3 separate regions of the Rattus norvegicus genome follow, and regions 2 and 3 are each linked to region 1. A link is a contact called in public Hi-C data. All regions are on one chromosome and are shown on one strand. The core of a region is the stretch at or near the end of the contact, and the rest is flanking DNA. Distances in the headings are between cores, read along the strand shown.

Region 1 (3,197 bases), core at 406-2,905:
ACATTGTTCTTGGGATGTTCTCTCCACGAGGAAAGGGTTGTCTTTGTTGAACGTGTAAAAATTTAAATACTATTGATTCTCTTCCAACAGGCCAGGCAGACAGGAGTGAGAGAGTATATGTGTGGGTGGGTGTGAGCCTGGCTTTAAAGAAAGCTGCTTTCCCTTTTCCTCTGTAGTAGGTGGAGTGCCATGAAAACCTTCAACTGTTTTATACGTTGTTGATCACTTGCACTACCTACAGGGCAATAATTTTCTACTCTGTAAGGCAATCAATATGCTATCTACTACCATTGGCTCCCTCCATGCCCTTCTCCTTACCCTCACGGTTTTGAGACGTTTTTTAAAATTATAACTTCTTTAAAGTTTCCATTTTAAGCCTTTGGTTTTGTTCAAAGCTGTTAGTTTTCGACTTAAGGGAAATTTTGTTTGTTTGTTTGTTTGTTTCTGCTCTCAACTGTTATAAGCCCCATAGTTTAGTTTTAAGGACTCGAGTCACAGTATACCTTATTTGTCCCCTTGTGTCTGCTACTGCAGCCCTGGGTGTTTTGTATAATGCATGAGTGAGCCCCGCTTAGAAATAGAAATGCATTTTCAATAAGTATTTATTATGTTGTTCTGAGCATACAGCTTTAAATTTGCCCGCTGTAGCTTGAAGCATTACACAAACTGTTGGTCTGCCGACTGCCTCTCTGGCAGCAGCACACAGAAAATAGATTGCTAAGGGTTTTTTCCCCCCTCCTCCTCCCCCTCCTCTCTTCCCTCTCTCCCTCCCTCGATTTTCCTTTTTCTCGTTTTCTCTAAACCAGTCTTGAACATTTTTTTAAAAAATCTTGTGGCATTTTTAATCAACACGTATTTCCTTCCAAGACCTATGCTCCTCTATTGATTCCCATTAAAATGCTTTTCTTTTCTTTGACCCCCTCTGCTGATCGAATTTCAGATCAGCCACAGGATATGCAACTAACCTTCCGGCACTACTGAACCCAGCCGAGCGAGGGTGATCAAAAGACTTGATGCATTCATTAAACATTCCCCTCGCCCGGGCAGAAGCTCTAATGGAAGCTATCTTTTTGCACGGCAATCCTCCCCCCCCCCTTTTTTTTTTGTCTTTCCCTCCACCCTCCAAAAGAAAAAAAAAATGTTTTTTTGCCTTTGATCGCAAGGGAGGGGAGGGGGGAGAACATGAGAACAAAAGAGACCTATCTTTTCCCCCCGGGCTGACGTCAGTTTGATTTTACTGACAACTATTCGAGCGTGCGGAGCAGTTGGAAGCGGCCCCAGCCGCCCCCGCCCCCCACACCTTCCACTTTGGGGAGAAACTAAGACTTTTAGCAGCTCCGGAGACGCGCCCTGAAAATGGCCCGCTCGGCAAAGGGCATCCGAGGCTTATTTGTGTGGCACGATCTTTACTGGGGCGGAAAACACGCGGCGGGGGAGGAGCGGGAACGGGCGCAGCGGGGCGGGGAGAGCCAGGAATGTTCCTTCCCGGCTGCGAGCCCGAGGACGCGGGCCGAGGAAACAGGCCCCGCCCGGCCGTCGCGGGTCCGGGCGCGGGCGGCTCCGGGCGGCTCCGGGCGGGGCGGCGGCGCGAGGGTTCCGGCCTGACGGAGCCGGGGGAGCAAGGAGCCCGCGACCCCTCCGGCGCGCGTGCGCGGTGCGGCCCTCACACACACCACCGCCACCAACCACCCCCGGCCGCGGAGGCCTCTGCGACGCCTGTCTCCGCTCCGGGAGCGCGGCGGGCGGCAAAACCCGGTCCGGATGGGGTGCGGATCATACTGCGTGGCGTAGAGGCCCCGCTCCGGCGTCCTCCACCCTGCTGGAGAAGCCTTCGAGTTCCCAGTCGGGCCCCGGAGGCAAAGCCTCGGCCGAGGGCAACGCCACATCTGCGGTTGCCAGGACCCTAAGATGTATGAGCGACCTGAACCGTTTCTGGAAAAGTCATATTTTCCAGGCTTTCGTGAAGTAGTCACCGCTCCTGTTCTAAATCTGGAGGCGGCTGTGTATCTATTTCAGGGAGAGAGGAAGAAGTAAAAACTAGACCGGACTCCGGGAAACGTGGGCAGCGAGGTTGGACCGTGCCTGAGGTCCACTCAGTCCCCGTGACTCCTCAGACCTGGGTGTCTTCATTAGCTTAGGGTGTGTTAGGGGGCTCTGCAGGGAGGGGATTAGCATGGCCCAAAGGCTGGGGGCGTGGCTGGGGTAGAGGTTTAGGGTTCACCCCAGCAGCTGGACAGAATCCAACTCTTCTTTTAGGGTCTTGATTTTTCCCAAGTGGAAACATGCATAAAATAAAAAGTCAGTTTTTCATTTGACACCTTGTGTGCACTGCTGTCTTTTTTTGGTTTATTTTTGAGATGGTTGGGATGGAACCCAGAGCCCTTTGCCTGCTAAGCAACTACAAGTCTCTGCCAACTGAACTGTGTCTCCGACCACCCCTCTGGAATAGTTTGAGTATGTGTATGTGTTTCTAACCATCTCCAAACGGCTGTGAGGATCCCCAAGTATGAGTAGCAAGGTTTATTATTTTGGTATTTGCCCTAGGCCCTAGGCCAGTGTTCACCATAAGCACTGAGTACATTTTTCTGGATGAGTGTATGTTGGCAAGAATGAAGTCCTGGGAAGCTAGCATGAGGATCATTAACTTTAATTGAGTGGGGGGGTCAGGATAGGCTTCATGAAAGGTTAGTCCATTGAACAGAACCTTGGGGACCAGCCACAGATGACAGGAAAGGCACTTCCACATTGAGGTCAGAAAGTGAGCAAAGGAGTGAATGTACGATAGGAACATAGTAGGGCTAAGTAGTAATGTTAATATGTGATACAATAGAGAACATGGACAAACAGGAACCACAAAAAAAAAAAAAAAGCAAAGAGCTGTAAGCAGTTTTGGTAACTTCAGAAAATGTACACGGAATGAAAAATGCCAAGAAAAATCTCTGAGTTGGGAGTTAGGGAGGCACTGAGGGAGTTGGGGAGACTATGAGGTTCTCTCTGGAAAAAGACGTTAAGTGTGGAACCGATGTTTTCATTAAACATCTTTGGCCATTAGGGTCTTTCTCATTGGTGAAGACATGAGTTGATTTAGAAACAGAAAGGTATTAGTCATCTCTGTAAAGAGATGGGATGCGCTGGAGACAAGATAAATGTCTGCCTTCAGGAATGCTAAATAAATGGTGGCAAGGTCACAAAATGGA
Region 2 (3,197 bases), core at 487-2,986, 490 kb after region 1:
GCTCAGTGAAGTTGCTAAAATGGGCCGAGAAAATGGAAAAACTGGCACAGAAGGAGGAGGAAGCGGAGAAAGGGGTGAAGTCTGCGTGAGTCAAGATTCCATTTAGTTCTGAGCTTTCTGGTGGCTAAAGCACAAACGGGAGAAGAAAGCCTTGGCGACCTCTCATCATCTGAGGAAACAGAGTCACCAAGCAGGGAGGGGGTTGCTCTGCAAGGTCTTGGTCTCTCCTAGAAGGGCCTCTGAGGAAGGCAAGAGTCGGGTACTCCCTGCCTCGGTAACGCGATCAGGAGAGAGCCCGGGCTTCTAGTCCAGCCCCGTATTATTAAGGCCACCACTTCTCTGGCTTCTTCACCCCTGATTTTAAGGTCAGGGTCCCAGAAGCCCACGGAGCCTGAGGAGGGGCAGGGAGGGAGGCTAGGGATACAGGGCACTTTCAGTCCGGGCTGCTGTCAGTCCAGAGATGCAGAGGACGAACAACAGTATAGACATGGAGCCAGAGCTGAGGGGGGAGAAGTTGAGCCAGGGTCAGGACTAGCTCTACCCTGCCATCAGGTCTCTGGGCCTTTGAAAAATCAGAGAATACTTTCCCCCATCATCATCATCATCATCACCACCACCACCACCACCATCATCATCATCATCATCAGCCAGGTTAGCATTTGTTTATTATTACATGGTCGGCGCGGCGCCGGCATGGCACACATTCGGAGGTCAGAGACAACTCTCTGGAGTGAGTTCTCACCTTATACTTACATGTGAGTCCTGAGGCTCGAACTCAGGTCAGCAAATTAGTGTGGCAATCTGCTCACACCAGGGCGCCCCTCAACCTCACCCCACCCCCACCCTGAGCCTCAAGATTCGCGTCTTAACTCTGCCCTCTGAACCACGATGCTATACTAGGCAAAGAGCGTGTCGTAGCGGTACACTGGTCTACTATAGTACAGCAGAGCAGGTTAGCTGGCCCTGTGAGAGCAGTTAGACGTGCAGTACCCGGGCCTCCATTCCCGGCTTGCTCTTGGCTGGGCAAATAGAGGACTTTCCAGCTTTCCTGCTCCACCCTCACCCACAGTCTTCGCTGACGGAGAATGGGCTACTCTGGCGGTCAGACGTGGCCTTGAATCTGAGCTTCAGCGCTTACCGGGCACGTGAGGTGGACTCAGTTATCATGTCTGATTTGAGCCTCAGCTGTGTGACTCTGGAAGGATGTTCTTTGACCTTTCCAAGCATAGCGTTCCCTCTTTTCACGGTGATGATACGATGACGATGACGATGATGGTGGTGATGGTGGTGGTGGTGATTATAATGATGACGATAATGATGTCCACGTTGTGAGGCTGTATGTGACAAAGCTTTAATAATAGTTCCTGAGTATAGCAAACACCGCACAAATATTACCACTGTTAGCGCTAGGGCCAACCATTGTGTTCCCCCTCCTATCCCTTGGTCCTATCCAAGTCCCTCCAGTGGGACTCTGAATTGCTGGGCCTTCCTGTGCATGGCACCAGAAGTCTCTAGAAGGTTCTCCTGCCCGTGGGTCCTTGGAACCCAGCACCCTCAGAGCTTGACTTGGCTTGCCTGGAGCTCTCTGGAGATTGCAAGTGAGGAGCCCTAGTAGATTTTGCGCTCTCAGCCAGAGAGCTGCTCTGTCCTTCGAGGCAGCATCTCCACCCCAGCTACAGCACGGCCTCTTGATCTCATTGGCTCCAGGGAGCTCTGCTGGGTGCAGTCCTCAGCCCACGCCCTCCTGCTCGCAGCCTTAGAATCAGTCCCGCCGGGCTCTGCGCCCCCTCCTGGCTGCTGGGGGTAGTGCCTCGCTCTTGTCTTTTCCCACTCTTTTCTTTTCCCTGGCGAGAAACTTGAAGTTTTTAACAGGATGGCTGTCTAGTTATGCCATGTCCCCACCTAGTGCCAACCACAACAACTGTGCCTTTTATGAAGGAGAGAAGGAAGGAAGGAAGGAAGGAAGGAAGGAAGGAAGGAAGGGAGGGAGGGAGGGAGGGAGGGAGGGAGGGAGGGAGGGAGGGAGGGAGGGAGGGAAAGAAGCAAGCAAGGAAGGAAAATACCAATGTTATTTGTCACAAACTCAGAAAATTTGATTGGTTTCTGTTTGCACTGTTTAGAAGCCAAATCTAAATCTAGTCTTAATCACCAACCCAAGCCTTTTGTAAACTGGTCCTTTCGGAGTGGTTTCCCTCCGCCCGGCGCAAGTGTTGGTAGCTAAGAATGTCTGTGCCTGTATCTGGCCGGCCGGTGCACACTCATGTCTCTGTATGCCCCGTACTGGTTGCTGTGTGTTGGGGAGGGGGGGTTGCTCCCAGATCCTTTCGCTCTGCCCCACTCCCTTTAACAAAAGGAGAGTAGCACTCAGAGCACTGTGGAGATGCAGCCCACAGCCTGTGCACTGAGGCTCCCGCCAGTCAGCCCCACCCTCCCTGGTCTCTCTGGCAGGACCCTGCGCCCCCTGCTGGCACTCTGCAGGGCAGGTGGTGCCCTTCAGTTGGCTCCCTTGGCCCTCGTAACTGGGATGAAAGTGACATTTTGCTGTGCGGCCCAGAAGACCAAGTCTGGAGGTAACCAAGGCTGGCAACGGCTTGCTGAGAGGGCACAGTGACATTAGGCTGACTTTTTTTCAGGCCGGTGAACGCAGAGGCTGTGGAGGAGTAGAATTCAAGGTGGGTGAGGCTGCAGCGAATTATTGTGGTCTAGGAAGGTCACGGCTGGCAACGGGAGAACTCACAGCAAGGATGCATTCCTGGGACACATGGCAAAACAGAAGAGCGGTCCTCAGGCTGTGGCCATTCTACCTGCAGCAGCAGCCTCCCAGGTTCTGGGAGGAACAAATGGGCCAGCCAGGGTCCTCTAAAGTAGACTGTTGAATGCAATCAGCCTCTGCCCTCGGGGACTGGCAGGTTGCTATAACCTCATACCAGAAGGTAATCTGCCAAGAGGTAACAAAAACAAACTTAGGGGACTTGTGATATACACTGTTACTCAGACCCCACCTCAGGTGAGCTGTAATTCTGTGTGAAGTCGTTTCCTCAGAACCACAGGGCTCAACACAGCACAACAGCTGTATCTACACTGCCCCTTCCCTCACTAGAATGGTACTGGGTCCTGTTCACCCTGACACGGAGGAATTCCAGCCTCCCCGCGTCTCCCTAGATGCTCCATGGTCTCTTAAAATGTGTGTGTGTGTG
Region 3 (3,197 bases), core at 306-2,805, 300 kb after region 1:
GACGAATCTATGATAGTAAGACAGGTTTGAACATCTGCCTCTGGTCCAATACAAGGTAGTTCTAGAAGAAACTCCCAGCACTTACTTGACAATAATATAATTTCACTAGCAAAATAGTTTTAGGAACTCAGCTGCATTGTTTTGCCTGTTGTACTCTTTTGAAGAAGAAACCCTGCATTTTTGTAATCCTCTTTTATAGGAACAACTAAAAAAATTATATTTACCAAGAGCAGCTTAAAATATATCACGGGAACCAGCAGGATGGCGCAGTGGGTAAAGACACTCACCACCAAGCCTGAATATCTGTGTCCCTTCCTGTTAACCGCATAGAAGCAGAGAACCAATTCTTTCCAGTTGTTTACTGACCTCTACATCTGAGCCATAGTACATATACACTCCCCAAATAAATCAATCAAACAAATAAATAACCAATAATAAAGGCCAATGCGTGCTGATAACAAGGACAAGCATATTGTGCAGAGGGTGAAAGGAACAGGAAATGGGAAGCAGAGCAATTGAGGCCATCATGGTACCCCACAAGGTGTCAGAACTTCACCTCATTATGGCTATGGCCTCCCGCTGACCTGCCCCCTTTGGGGGAGAGTGTGCACAGTCTTCCTGTGAAGGCTGGAGTGGGTTTCGGGATGTGTTCAACATGACGTGCTCCTGCCTGTGAGCTCTGAATTCCCCGACCTCCAGCTCTCCCTGGAACAGCCTTCTGGAGTCTCCTGTGTTAATACTGCTGCTGGTGCCAGGATCCTGTTTTCTGATCTTCCTGAGTCACGTAAGCCTTTCCTGGAAAGTGAACAAGAACCGAGGAGTCTTGCTGTCATTAATGTCCTCCCAGTTCCCTAGCATTCCTAGTACTTGGTGTGTGCGTGCACACACACAAACACTGTTCTCCTTACCACTTCGCTTTTTAAATTATTTTGACAATGATTTTTAGTTCTTATTTGGGGCACCTAAAATTGATTGCTATGAAGTACAAAAGGCCAAGTAAAAGTAACCAAGAATAGGGTTTTCGAGTAACTTCTGAATGTGATTGCCCCTATGTGTGACTTTTCAATGCACATCTGATTGAGTAGATGTTAGAGAAAAAGATGGCCTCTAAGGTCAATGTCACCATCTTACATCTAAGAGACCTAAAGCACGCTATCCCCTCTGTTTCTTTCTAAGCCCACTCCTTCCTATACCCTTCTAGATTTTGTGTTTCTTACCCCCTGCATCTCAGTCAGGTTCTCCTCTGGTCTGAGGCCCAGCCCCCTGCCCCTGCCCTCTCTTCCTGTGTGCTTCCTGTGGGCCTGCACCCTCACTGCCTTCACCACTCATCTGGAATTTCTCCTGAGCCACCTTCCTTTCACTGTCTTTTGTGCAGGAGAGGCCGCATGATGAGGCCTGGCCCAGTTATGCCGTGTGGCCTTTTGTTCCCAGCAAGATTGTTCTCTTAGAGACTTCATTTTGTCTATTCATCGGCTCGCTCGGGTAACAGTAAATGCGTGTTAATGATTGCTCGAGAGGTCCGATTGTGTAATGGTTGTGATGGCTGAGAGTGAAAGCCTTGTTGGTGTTGGCATAGCATGGCTTCACTCCCATCTCACTGCTGCCCATTATGTGGGTCAGTATAGAGTGGGGCGGGTTTCACTTGCGCCTCAGAGCACACTAAAAGGAAGACTGCCCACTGGGTATTTGCTGAGTGGAGACAGTTGACCCGAGAGCTGGCTGCTTGTGGTTTGTCTTAACTTAAGTAAACACACTTGTTAGTCAGTTCTGCGGTGCTATTCATTGACCTTGGGCTCCATTCTACTGTTTTCCACTCACAGCACTATCTGTGTCCCTCATGTTCTGTGTCTGTGGGACGACGGGGACAGAAAAGAACCACTTCAGTGGAGGCTGCTTCCTGAATTCTATAAAACACATGGGTTCCACCTTCATTTAAAGGTTACAGATAACAAAGGGATTAATCTGTAAAATGTTATACTAAATAGAAACGAACTTTAGTTTGTTTTTCAAAATAAGGATTTTTAATTGTGAAAATCCACATAGACTAGATTGTATTTGCCCACTATTTAAATCATATTTGGGTTTATTTCAACCTGGACATCATAAACTATTCTGAAATAATCTATATTTTACATCCTTCATATACAAGCAAATGTTATAGATGAGGCCAAAACAGCAATGATACCAGCAACCAGTGAGAACAGGGTGAAGTTAGTGTGCCAGTCCCCATCAGAGGAGTCTGGCTAGAACACACAAGAAGTCATTTTCTTCCTAGTCTTTCTGGGTTTTAAACATCTTGGAAGGACCTATCTATACTCAGTGTACCTATTGGACACTGGATGTGGATTAATCACTCATATGGCCTTGAGTTTGGCCAGCAGCAGTTCAGTAGCTAGCCCGTTAGTGGTGACCATGGAGAGCATGTCCATGGTCAGTGAGCACTGTCAGCCAACTGACTCCCAAAGTCATTTCTGTGACACTTTACCATAATGTATTTCACAGAAGAGTCAGCAGATAAAGCTGGCCATGAGGAGATAAATGGAGGACTATAGACTCCACAGTTGTAGCAAGATGCTGGGAAGCAGAATGGATGTCGCTTCAGCAAAGAAAGGCAAGCAGTTAGGGATGGTCCTGCTGTCTGTCCCAGCTGGACAAGCGCTGCGTCTCCTGGGCCACCCTCAGTATTTCTGGTTCAGAGTGTTTAGTCGAGCACAGTAAAGCTCTAGGTATTGTCCCGGCTGTGAGTACACCAGCCTGTTAAAACAGACGGCCAGTCACCTTTCTTTGAAGTTACATTAGTAGCAATTCTTCCACACCCTTGTTGTCTTCCCAAGATGTGCTTTCTAGTGAATTTCCTGGACGACTCTGGACGTGACTGTAACTCAGACAGAGCAGTGTTTAAAGCAACGATGCCCTTGAAATCGAGCCACCAGCACTTTTGAATTTCTTACACGTTCACAGGTCTCAGTAGGAGGGGTTTGCTTTGGTGTTTTTAATTTAACTGAAATGCTGACATCTGTTAGAAATTCCTATGGAGACAGAGGACCAAGTTTCTTCCCTGTGGCTTGGTCATCGAGCCTAATTTAAAGTGATAAATGTACGAGTCCTTTCTTCTGCCATCTGCTGGTTGCTCAGACACTTACAGCTTGAGTTTTGGCCAGGTTTGCATTACTGGTTTGGAGGACTGGTTTGTTTAC

The links. A called contact is a pair of places that touch in the nucleus more often than the background predicts.
Region 2: a contact with region 1 is called in a Hi-C map of Schwann cells, with 6 times the contacts expected there. The contact joins two enhancer-like sites. A contact is called at or near these places in 1 of 12 Hi-C or Micro-C datasets (Schwann cells) and 1 of 1 datasets of contacts at active chromatin or transcription factors (oligodendrocytes).
Region 3: a Hi-C map of liver shows a contact between it and region 1, with 4 times the contacts expected there. The contact joins two enhancer-like sites. A contact is called at or near these places in 5 of 12 Hi-C or Micro-C datasets (the A7r5 cell line, frontal cortex, kidney and 2 more) and 1 of 1 datasets of contacts at active chromatin or transcription factors (oligodendrocytes).

Annotation. Positions count from the first base shown.
Region 1 is chr1:47,891,781-47,894,977 of GRCr8, forward strand. No RefSeq gene overlaps it. Among named protein-coding and RNA genes, the nearest start is that of Arid1b, 81 kb to the right of the region's middle. Within about 2 kb of position 1,656, at least 89 of the 93 cell types and tissues checked have an H3K27ac peak or open chromatin away from gene starts, as enhancers often do. A contact at or near this core is called in Schwann cells and liver, where this site is marked.
Region 2 is chr1:48,385,570-48,388,766 of GRCr8, forward strand. No RefSeq gene overlaps it. Among named protein-coding and RNA genes, the nearest start is that of Ldhal6b, 17 kb to the right of the region's middle. Within about 2 kb of position 1,737, at least 12 of the 93 cell types and tissues checked have an H3K27ac peak or open chromatin away from gene starts, as enhancers often do. A contact at or near this core is called in Schwann cells, where this site is marked.
Region 3 is chr1:48,189,321-48,192,517 of GRCr8, forward strand. The region is part of intron 4 of Arid1b (AT-rich interaction domain 1B); the gene reads left to right. Among named protein-coding and RNA genes, the nearest start is that of Ldhal6b, 210 kb to the right of the region's middle. Within about 2 kb of position 1,556, at least 6 of the 93 cell types and tissues checked have an H3K27ac peak or open chromatin away from gene starts, as enhancers often do. A contact at or near this core is called in liver, where this site is marked.